3 separate regions of the Sus scrofa genome follow, and regions 1 and 3 are each linked to region 2. Evidence: chromatin contacts called from public HiChIP or PLAC-seq data. All regions are on one chromosome and are shown on one strand. Each heading gives the region's core, a stretch centred on a gene start, on an enhancer-like site or on the middle of the called end of the contact. The rest is flanking DNA. Distances are from core to core; before and after follow the strand shown.

The links. HiChIP or PLAC-seq counts read pairs in DNA pulled down with a chosen protein or histone mark.
Region 1: an H3K27ac HiChIP or PLAC-seq map of alveolar macrophages shows a contact between it and region 2. The contact joins the promoter of TMEM2 here to the promoter of TMC1 in region 2. A contact is called at or near these places in 3 of 47 Hi-C or Micro-C datasets (embryonic fibroblasts, epiblast stem cells and heart right ventricle) and 2 of 2 datasets of contacts at active chromatin or transcription factors (alveolar macrophages and skeletal muscle).
Region 3: an H3K27ac HiChIP or PLAC-seq map of alveolar macrophages shows a contact between it and region 2. The contact joins the promoter of ANXA1 here to the promoter of TMC1 in region 2. A contact is called at or near these places in 3 of 47 Hi-C or Micro-C datasets (embryonic fibroblasts, skeletal muscle and subcutaneous adipose tissue) and 1 of 2 datasets of contacts at active chromatin or transcription factors (alveolar macrophages).

What each region holds. Positions count from the first base shown.
Region 1 is chr1:225,040,908-225,044,492 of Sscrofa11.1, reverse strand. It overlaps TMEM2 (transmembrane protein 2), which reads left to right and starts at 2,115. Exons shown (of 24, transcript XM_021064792.1): 1 at 2,115-2,265.
Region 2 is chr1:225,713,136-225,716,870 of Sscrofa11.1, reverse strand. It overlaps TMC1 (transmembrane channel-like protein 1), which reads right to left and starts at 2,270. Exons shown (of 24, transcript XM_021064884.1): 1 at 2,132-2,270. It also overlaps a transcript of ZFAND5 not described here.
Region 3 is chr1:226,412,029-226,415,831 of Sscrofa11.1, reverse strand. It overlaps ANXA1 (annexin A1), which reads right to left and starts at 1,632. Exons shown (of 13, transcript NM_001163998.1): 1 at 1,464-1,632.

The DNA of each region.
Region 1 (3,585 bases), core at 866-3,365, 670 kb after region 2:
TATAAAGTCCCAGATGTGTAGGCCCAATACCTCTCATGGGTCATGCTAGCTGCAGAGCCTCTAGGGGAAGTCAGCCGAGGCTGTTGTTGGGTTTACACTGAAGTTCAATTTCTCCCTATGTTCCATCCTGCTTCCTGTACCTCCCTCCACAGGCGTTTCTTAATGACCATCTCTGCACTCTGTCTCAGAGCCTGCTTCCCTGGGAACCCAATCAGTGACAACCTCAGTTCCATTTGGTGACCTCTCACTTTGTTTTTTCTCCTTTGTCACTTCCTTTCACGTTAGTTTCCAAAAACCATCTGCCTCTTTTTTTTTTTTTAAAGGATCTTTGATTCTTCATGTTCTAGATAAATATCTAAGAACAAAAGTTTATACAATTCTCAAAGGCAGGTAACACAAAGATTCAATCTCCCTCCCCACCCCTTTTCTGTTAATAGACTTTGTTTAGAGCAGTATTAGTTTCGCAAACAAAAAGCAGAAGGTACAGAGAGTTCCCCTACATTCCCTGCCCTCCCCTTACATGTGAAGCCTTCCCTACTATCAATTTCCATTTTCTTTGGTTTTGGCAATAGATATGGGTTATGGAAGGAAGTCCTCTTTAAAACCAAAACTTTCATTAAAATAGTTTATGTGAAATTTTAATTGTTCTTTTTGATGTTTGAATTGTTGGCAGACTTAATTCCAACAGGCTCCTGTGTGAACTTGACAGGCTCCTTAAACTTCCTCAGTCCCAGTGTCCTCATCTCTAAAATTGGAATAGTAATTTTTGGAAGGGTTATATGAAATGTCTCAACTCTAAGCAAAGTGCCTGACACATAATAAAGATTCAGAAAATGGGCATTTTAACATAAAGTTGGCACCGCACAAACCACAGGATATATTTGTTTCCTGTGGCTGCTGTAACACATTACCCCAAACTTGGTGACTTAAGACAACATAAATTTACTCTCTCAGGCTCCTGGAAGCCAGAAGTCTGAAATCAAGGTGTAAGCAGGACTCTCTCCCTGTGGAAGCTCTAGGGCAAAAATCCTTCTTTGCCTCTTCCAGCTTCTGGTGGCTTCTGGCATTCCTTGATTTGGGACTACATCACTCCAATCCCTGCCTTCATGGTCACATTGCCTTTTCCTCCCTGCCTTCCTTATTAGGATACACGAGACTACAGCTAGGGCCACTCTGAGGACCCGGGGTAATCTCAACTCAAATCTTTAATCTGCAAAGATCCTTTTTCTGTATAAGGGGACATTTCTAGGTTCTAGTGCTTAGGCTATGGCATCTTTGGGGGGCTAATTTTTAGCCTACCACATAGGATGGCACAGTTCCTGCCCTATCTTTACAAGGCATGATCCTGGACATTTCGCCTTAAGACTACTAAGTAGTCCTTTGTTCTCCCCAGTTTATAATTCAAAACCATCGGGTTTATTTTAAGAAACTTCCTTCCTCTCCCAGAAGGGACAGTGACTCCCAGAGTTGGGTGGTTTCATTAAGGTCTCAGCACTAGACCGAATTGCTATTTTAGAGGCATTTTCCCCTCAAGGTTTTATTTAATTCCAAGATGCACTCTAGCATTATTTCTCAAACTTTCATATTCCCCGCACCTCTTAATCCAGTACGTGGTGGAGGTGTGTGAATCCAAAATTTTCGAAGTGCTCCAGGGGAATTTTATCAGCAGAGATTTAGAAACATATATTAGAATAAAATCCAGAACCCAAACCCTCGAAATAGGGAATTCCCCTTCCCGCCTGCTGGGTGTACCATGGTTACATGACTGAGTTTTTATTAAAAGGATGGAGAATCTGCACAGTATTCACTGAAAGAGTTCCCTAGCGGGAAAACTTTCAATTCCGAATTAAGTGGTAGATGACGACAGCCTGGATTTGGCAGTCCTGCTGCTGTCACTAGCCTGGAACCTCATGGGTCTGACTGATCAAGTCCCGGCCGCGCCCTCAGCGGGAATCAAGACTTGCCTGGGTGAGTGCAACTCCAGTTGTGACGGCGGCCCGGGCTGTTTAATTCCAAGATTGTAGCCCCGGCGGCTCAGGCATCCTTAGGTCCCTCGGTGTTGGGGCGGGCCAGGGAGTGGCTTTCAGCGCCACTCCTTCAAGTGGCAGCCACTCCAGAGTGGCGCGGTAGGGGGCGTGGGGAGACGTAGGCATATTTATTCTGGTGTGAGAGTGGGATGCCGGGACCGCTCTACGTTGCGGTCCCGAGTCCGAGAGCAAGCTAAGTGCAGAAGAGGCCAAGAAACTAGCGCCTGTGACTGGCCAGGTGGGGGCAGCCGTGATGCAGTGGCCGAACTCAGAAATTTTTCACGAGTTGTGGAAGTCCCTTTGGGGATGCTGGTGGGGAGCTTGGCTCAGCCAGGAGCGATGAAGGGGCATGTCCAGTTCAGCCTTCAGATGTGGGCTCAGCCGGGAGGTGATGGGGTTGTAATGCCTACCTCAGCCTTAGAATGATGGGCGGCGAAATGTCAGGGTCAGCTGTGAGTGTTGGGGTGCAGTGTCACGCTCAGCCGGGAGGTGATGGAGGTGTACAGTCAAGCTCAGCTGAGAAGCTGAGGTTCAGGGCTCAGCTGGGAGGTGATGGGTGCGAAGGATCCGCCTGAACTCCGGAGGTAATGGAAGCGCAGGCTCACGTTCCGTCAGGCCGGGTACGCGCTGCGGGATACCTCTAGCAGCTGCAGTCACTGCGAGGCTCGTTCGTTGGGGGGCTTGCTTTGGCAGCTGTGCGGTCTGGTGCTGTTCCTGGGCGCCACAGCGAGAGGCGCTGAGCCCTAGTGTCTGCTTCTGGCGCAGAGCTCTAGCAGCGGGAGGAGCCTTGCGCGGCCACCGCCTCCTCCGGCCGCAGTCTCCTCCTCTCCCTCCGCCTTCTTCGTCTCCCCCGCCCGCCCGGCCAATCCCCAGCCTTCGGCCCTGCCGAGCCGGGCCGCTTGTCTGGCTGGCGGAGGCTGAGCGCGACCCTAGCGAGCCGCGGCGCCCGCCGACCAGAGACAAGCGCGACTCCCGGGGACCCAGTTCTGACCCGTGCTGCCGCCCCTTCCCCATTGTCGCGGGGACGCTCTGGCCCTGCTGCTCGGGCCACGATTCTCCTCCTCTTCCTTCCCGAGGGGACGGAAAGGAGAAACAGCAGCTGCTCGGGGAAGAGCCCGAGCCGAGGCCCTTACCCCCGCGGCTCCGGGCTGAAGGAGGAGGAGGCGGAGGCAGAGGGAAGTGCGCGTCATTCCCGGGAGGAGAGGGTTTCACCTCCAGGCAGAGACTGCGGCTGCCAGTTGCGTAAAAGCAGCAGCGGCATCCGCGGCGGCGGCGGCGGGCGACGGTGCTGGAAGGGCTCTCTGGCCATGGAGAGAAGATCCGGACTTGGGGACGCCAGGAGCTCAGCTCCGTCGCTTTGGACTGCTGTGTAGGCACCTGAATTAGCCGACGCTAAGCGGGGGAGGGGAAGGTAAGAAGCAATGGGGTCACTGGCTAACCCCACTCCCCGCCCCCCGCTTCCCTGGCAGCCGCTGGGGGCCACTGCGAGGACGCGCACCGTGGTCCTCCGCACCTTCCCGGCTTTCCGGCTCCTGGCAGTCAGGCATTTGGGCATTCC
Region 2 (3,735 bases), core at 1,021-3,520:
TAATGTAAATTAAAGGGAAAAATGCTTCTCGAGAGGCAGCAGAACACCAGACCAAGGGACAGAGGGCTAAATTCCCAGCTCTGACTCTCACTAGATGCATGACATAGGACAGAACACATGAGTTTGCCCTGAGCCTCAGGTAACTCCTCTGCAAAAGGAGAGATGATAATACCATTTCAATGGGCTGTTGTGAGAATGTATGGAATTAGAGCATTTGAATACACACTGTAAATGAAAAAATATTACATGAACATAACAAACTTGCCTTGGCTCTCTGCCTAGAACTTGCATTCCTCCAGGACAAGGGCCCACCCTACTCATTTCTTTCTTAGCAGTCTTCTAATTGAATTCTGACCTCCCTCATGGCATCTACCTGCTTTCTGTGACAGCTAGGGCCTTAGTGCCAATTGCCACTGCTAGAGCTTTAAACAATTCCAGTTGCTGTGGAGCTTTTGCCAAATCACTGACCTCATTCTTGACTATCTCTCTGGCCCACCCCCACCCATGAGCCCAAGTTATGACAAGCTCCAAAGTGGTGTTTCAAAGCCAATCCGAGGTCGAACTACTGAGATTCAAAATATGTACTTAACATTGATAACTAGTTTGTTCAGTCACAAAGATTTTTTAAAGTTCTTGAGACCAAAGTAACTAGTTTCTCAAAAAGGTGATATCCAAAGCAGTGTACACATTATAAACACACACACATTAATTCATCAATTTCTTTCAACAAAGTTTTTTTTGGTTTGTTTGGTTTTTTTTGATTTCTTGGGCCACTCCTGCAGCATATGCAGGTTCCCAGGCTAGGGGTCTAATCCAAGCTACACATCCAATATTTCCCTGTCCTGCCACCCTATGCCACAGCCACAGCCACATAGGTTCGGAGCCTCATCTGCAACCTATACTACAGCTCACAGTAACACCAGATCCCCAACCCATTGATAGAGGCCAGGGGTCGAACCCGCAACCTCATGCTTCCTAGTTGGATTCATTTCCACTGCGCCACAACAGGAACTCCCAGATTTTGTATTTCTAACAAGTGCCCAAGTGATACTGATGCTGCTGGTGTATGGTCCACACTTTGAGAACAACTAGGGTAGTTGCTGCAACAGTAACTTGCTAAAAATAGGCTCAATATCAAGTACATTCCTGTTAGAAACAACCTTACAGAGAAAATTATGATTGGCTGAGAAGGTGCTACATAATATATATTATGCAATACCTTATTAAATAACCAGCTTGTTTTATTACTTTGTTGGTTTTTTTCTTTCAATCATGCTTCTTCAAGAATTATCTTGTTCCACTTTTTAACAACTAAAATGGATGTGTGTGGGGGGAAGAATTTCCAAGTTACTTTTGTCCTAAGAATCACCTCCACTATTTCCCTGTCCTTCAGTGCCTCAAGAGAGTCACTTATCCTCTTTCATCATTATTCACTTATCTTTGAAAATGGCTATATAGTACCTATCTCGGTGAACTGCTGTGAGGATTAACGAGACCCTAAATGAAAAATCTTAGCCCTGAAAATGGCCTGTAAATGGCAGCTGCTCTGCTTTTACTAATTTGTCTACATCAAGAAAGTAAATTTCCTGGGACCAATATCCGAAACTACTTACATCTTCAACACATTAACTGCCTGTAGCAATAACTCCAAGTTGTAAAGAAAATGGTCAGTTACATTCTAGGGATTCAGCTTACTGTGGCAGAAAGCGGTCTGATTTGGAAACGTTGGCAAAGTGCATCAGGACAACATTCTCCCAGACAAAATTATAAATCAGAATCACCTGGATCATTACTTCAACTTCAAAGTCCCAGATAACCAAAACTACTTCCAAGGGAGAAGCTTAGGTGATTATTTAAAGGTAAATAATTACTCCAGGTGGATTTTTCTGATCAGCAAGTTTGGGAAACAAGGAAGGGACCTACCTCTCCATTTTAATGGTGGCTATCAGAAGGCCTAAAAACCGTTTCTATTTATTCATTAGGCCATTGTTTACTACAAAATTTTCGTAAGTCCCTTTCTGTGTTACTAATTTTGGTCTTCTGAGTTGAACTAAAGTCACCTGGAGAGGTCAGCTGCACGTGGGATTTTTTTGTTGCTGCTTTGAAAAGGTTCTGTTTTTAGTTAACTCACCCTTTCAAACTAGTCAGGGCCTGTGCCTCATTTCTGAATTGCCCCCTCTTGAATTTCCTCCTGCAACGCCTTCTTTTTGATCTCTCCCTCAGATCTAGCTTGTTTGGCCCTTCTTTTCTTGAGTAGAACATTTGGTGCTTTCCCAGTTCGAGACGCTTTGCTGGAATAGCCAATTTCCAGGGATTTTACAGGCTGGCCAAAACAGTTTGTTCAGAACAACAACGCCGACGCGCGGGGCGGAGGACTGGCAGCCAGTGAGGCCAAGCATTTCCTGACTCTGCACAACCACCCGTGACCTTGGGCGTGCAAGAGAGCCAGCGCCGCCTGCCCTGCTCCTTCCCGACAGCAACAAGGCAACGCTCAAGCTGTACTTTAGAACCGAAAAGGTGTGGGAGGGAACTGGACGGGGAAGCGTCATAAAGAGGCGAGGAGACCCAGAGGCTATAGAGCAGTTCATTTTCTGAGGCGAATCCTTCTACCTCTTTCTCCAGGGGTGGGGGAAGGGGGAGTAAGGAGGAAAGGGAAATGTCTGCCAAGGGGTCGAGACAAAGCGTGAGAACTGAGATGGCGAAAAGCAGGCTCGACTGAGAAAATCAGAAGGCGAGACGCTGAGGGCGGATAATCAGGTTAAAAATAGAAACGCGTCCTCCACCGGTCTAACTCCTACCAGCTCCGCCCGGAGGCCGGCAGCCCGGCCAGTGACTCGGCTCCGCGCAACTGCAGAGCGGTCAAGCTCGGCCCCTCCTCCCCGACCGGGTGACTGGAGTGAGAGGCGCGGCGACGGGCACGTGACGTCATCGCGCTCCCGGCGCCGCCGGCGCCGTCGGGGTTTTCGATGACGCACAGACCCCGCCCCCTCCCTCCCTCTTTCCCTCAGAGCCGGAGCGCCGGCAGGAGAGAACGCGTCAGTGAGCTGGAGCGCAGATCTGTCTGCATCTCAGTTTTGGGCTTGTAGCTCCCGGGAACAGCGCAGCTTCCTCGGTGGTAGAAGAAGCATCCGAGAGCGCCATCCGCGGGCCCTTGCGGCGCCCAGGCCTAGCTGCGCGCGCCCGGCTCGCCCTCGGAGTCTGCCCAACCCGCCGCTGGTGGAGGCGTGAGGCGACGACGGGTGAGCGCCGAAAGCTGCCTTAGCCGCCGCGGCCTTCGGTCCTCCCTCCGCCTCCTCTGTCCCCCCGCCCCGCGCCGCTTCCCTCCTCCCACTTCCCGAGCTCCGGCGTGTCCCGGCCACGCTCACTGCTGCTGCGGGAACAAAGAAGGACCCCGCGGCGGCGGCGGCGGCGGCGCAACCTCCTGCGGCTCCGACCGGCCCGCGGCTGCGGCTCCAAGGCACCCGACTCGCCTATCCCTGAGGGCTCGGACCGGCCCCACCGCGCCGGTGTCGCGCGCGAGCCCGGCTCCTGGCCCCGCAGGGTGAGTGGTGTGGAGGGGAGGCAGGGCTCCCGGCTGTTCGTCCCGGGCTGGTGGTGGGAGCGGAGGACTGGGGTGCCGTAGGCCTCCGGCGAAACCCTAGCGGCCGGCGGCGTCCGGGGGAGGGGAGCCCGCCCGCCAGTTCAGGAAGCACAAAGACGAAGGCGTCATCGTGTCGTCGTGGCCGGAGACCCGGT
Region 3 (3,803 bases), core at 383-2,882, 700 kb before region 2:
TTTTAAGTAAAGAGGAAATCATTTACTCAAAAAAAATGGCTTTTGGCTTATTACTGAAAAATAATAGGTCATTGGTTTCGTACTGATTTTGAATATGTTATAAATTAATGCATCTAGAGAGGATTAAGAACCAGCTCAGTAGCTAACATCAGTATAAATTAATTTTTGAAGATGTTTTGATTGAAAAAATAGTTAATAAGCATGAAACTCTGACAGGTTTCTTAATAATATCATTAATGATTTTGTCAACATTAATCAAACGTATGTCTGTCACATGTGGTTGAGCCTGGGGCTAGGCTGGCAACATAACTTCTGGAGAAGAGTCCATTTCAGAATTATGAAATCAGCATTTTATCCCATTTGAGTCATTTTGCAATGTGCCTACCTAAATGCATTCTGCAGGCCAAGGAGAATATTACTTTTTTTAAGACCATATATAAATTTAGTCACAAACGGGGCAAGAAAAAGCACACCTTTTTTGATTAACCAGCACTAAACATCTGATATCCCATCATTTAACATGCAGCATAAGCTAAGAAAAAAATTCTTAAAGGAACGTTTGTAATAAGCAATAGCAAGATATGTGGTTAAGATTCAAAATCTCTCACTTTTGCAAGTATACCTGACACTAGTGAAAACCCTACTTTAGATAAACTGTACTTTTCTAAGGAACTTTATGGCCATGAGCTCATTCAACAATCTCAAAATGCTTCTAAGTAGAGTAATTTTTAGAAGGTCCTATGGCATTCCCAAGGGATAACTTTCGGACACCACCCAGGAAATACTTCCTTTCCCTTAGGTTTTCAAATCAGCACTTGAAAAGCCTGTCTATGACACAGAGATTACAGGAAAAAGAATATGGCCACACCCTCTCTAAAGGAAATAATTAATAAACAGATCCTCTTATTTATTTATACTGCCTGAGTGAACATAACATTAATTTCAAATTTTAATTACAAGGGCAAGATTGCCACTATGAGATCTGAATATTCTCTTTCTTCTTCTTCTTCTTCTTCTTTTTTTTTTTTAACATTATTTAAGTCCAGCTATTTTGAAATATTTCCTGAAACCCCCACTCTGGGTTCTTCCAGCCTGGCTCCCCCCAAACTCCCACCATCCATATTGATTTCCATATAAAGCACACACAGCTCTTGGAAAGTCATAACTTGTGGGGGAAAAAACACATTCTTTCCTTCTTTTCCATGATACCTTCCTTATCAACGGTACAATAAGCCAGTTTAGGAAACAAACTCTCCTTATTTTAAAAATTATATTTCTTAACTGAGAACAAAATGTTTCATCTTAAGATTCCCAAATATAAATAGCCAATGAAATTTTACAGAGAGTTTTATCAAACATGTAAATGCAGCTAGCCATAAATTCCACAGAAATAACATTAAATGTTGTGATGAGAAAAGTTTTCAAAACAGCCAAAACTAACTAAAAGGAAAACCAATACTTACATTTTCTTTTTCCCCTGCCTTCTTCCAAAGAACTAAAGAGTCTCCTCTGAATGTTTCACACTAGAAGTGGAGCCTTGGGCTTCTCATTTTATAGAGTTTGGAAGGAGACCACACCTAGCAACCAGAAGTTAGTAACTGGCTGCCTTTTGTTTGAAATACAGGGCTCAGCCCTACCCAAAACAAAGTGAAACAAGCCTTGCAAAACTACTCACTAAACCAACTCAGAGCTGACAGCACAGAGGAAAAGAAACGGAAGGAAGGATTTTTTTTTTTAACCTCTTCAGTTTGTACTGTTTTTTCTGGGGGAGTAGATGCAAGAGATTTTCAAATATGCAGTACTGTCCAGCTCAATCCGGATACCAATGATTGGCATGCTTTTTAGTTAAACAAGTTGTGAAATGAAAAACCATAAACTTTAAAACAAAAGTAAGCAAAAAACCTCCTTTGGCTAAGTCTCAGCTTCATCACTAATTACTATGTGATCTTGGGGACATATTTAATTTCCTTGAATTTGAACTTCTGTAAAATTGGGGTAATATTTTCTAGGCTGCCAAACTTCTAGAATTCTCATGACAATTGAGAATGTGTATTTGTACATTTTAATGTTATACTGTACCAGATAATTCTCTATTTCACCAGCATTTTTCTTGCCTTCAAAATAAAAGTTTTGTGCTTGCATGCAGCTTGTTGATATAAATAAGAAATATAAAAGAAATAAAACTTCAGACTGTCCAAATTTCAAACAAAGTTAATGAAATATGATCAGTATGACATTCAAAGAAAATGTTGTCATTAGGGGAATGCCTATATGCATTAATTCTTTTTATAGAATAAGTTATATGTAAACTTTGATACTAACAGATTGTTGACATTCTAGAGAATTTGAACAATAAACCAGAACTATAAAATGAAAGGATTAATGGAGTAGCAGCTATCACAGTACAGATACCTTAAGAAATTCCCGACTTGAAGCAAGAAAAGGAAATTTGTTCTGGCAGCCTGATGGTGATTCATTTTCACTCTTAATGAAAGCCTACAAAATTGTATAAGATGTTTCCATTAAAGTATGCACAAATATGAACTCTCTCATAGAGTGATAGTTCAGTTTATACTGAACTATTTCAGTGGTTTGTTCTTTTTCCTCTTTTTCTCCTGTTATCTTGGGTTATTATATATATTTATATATATCAAGTTAGGAAAAATCAATGAAAATGAGATTATCAGTTTTTACAACATATTCTAAATTCTAATTATAAGACTATTGTTAATGAAATCAACATATCCTGAAGTAGGATAATCATCTAATCTAAATATCTGAATAAATGCCAATTTACTATAAGTATGCATTGAACTAATTCATTAGGTACTAACTAATTAATTGGTTGGTATTATTGCAAATGGATCTCGACAAATGTAGATCAGCTTTCTAAAACCACATTTATTTATTAGGCGAAAAGGGAAAATATAATTACACAAAACTTTTCTTCTATTCATATTTGTGTTCCTAACTTTGATAATGGAAACACTGGAAGTTTTCTGCACAGTAACACTCCTATGAAATGAAGAAAAAAGTTTATGCACCTTTTGTAAAATATAACTTCCTAAAAGAAACATATAGTCATTTATTGTTTTTTATGGTTACCAGTAGCATAAATTTAGAGGAATTTTGCTATATATTTGGTTTTATAATGGATTGTCAGACCTATAACAGCAATAATAGATGTGGTATTTGTGGCAGAATTGAGGACAAAAAGAAAAACATTTTTCCAAAATGAACTTCGAGCTATAATTCTAAAGACAATAAAATTCCCAAATATAAAAACGTCACTAATCCTATAGGAATAGTGCTCTGAATAATCTCTTGGAAACTACCCTCCCTCTCCCAGTACCACCACAATAATATGAAGTGGAATTTTGGAAATAAAACAAAACATATTATATGTTACCATTAACAGCTAAGGGATAATCACTGGTTAAATGCTTCATGTACTTGAAATGCCACATACTACAACTCTGGAGAAATGAGTCACTGCTCTTGCTGTTTCTAGATGACTCACCAGCTCCATTTAATTTACACAGAGAGAAAATAGGAAGTGAAGGAAGAAAAGGGGAAAAAAGAGAGCTAAAAGGAACCATTATATTTTATATTTTTACAGCATATTTATTTCTGCTCCTGTAGTTTAGGCTACTATTGAGCTGGTCATCAGCAACTGAGATCACTGGAATCAAGAGCACTGTGGTGCCCTTTCTCATTTCACTAGATTTTCTGAAATCTTGTATAACCCAAGGATAAGACAGAAAGGGCTGAACATGCACTCATATTAAACTTACTGCAAATAT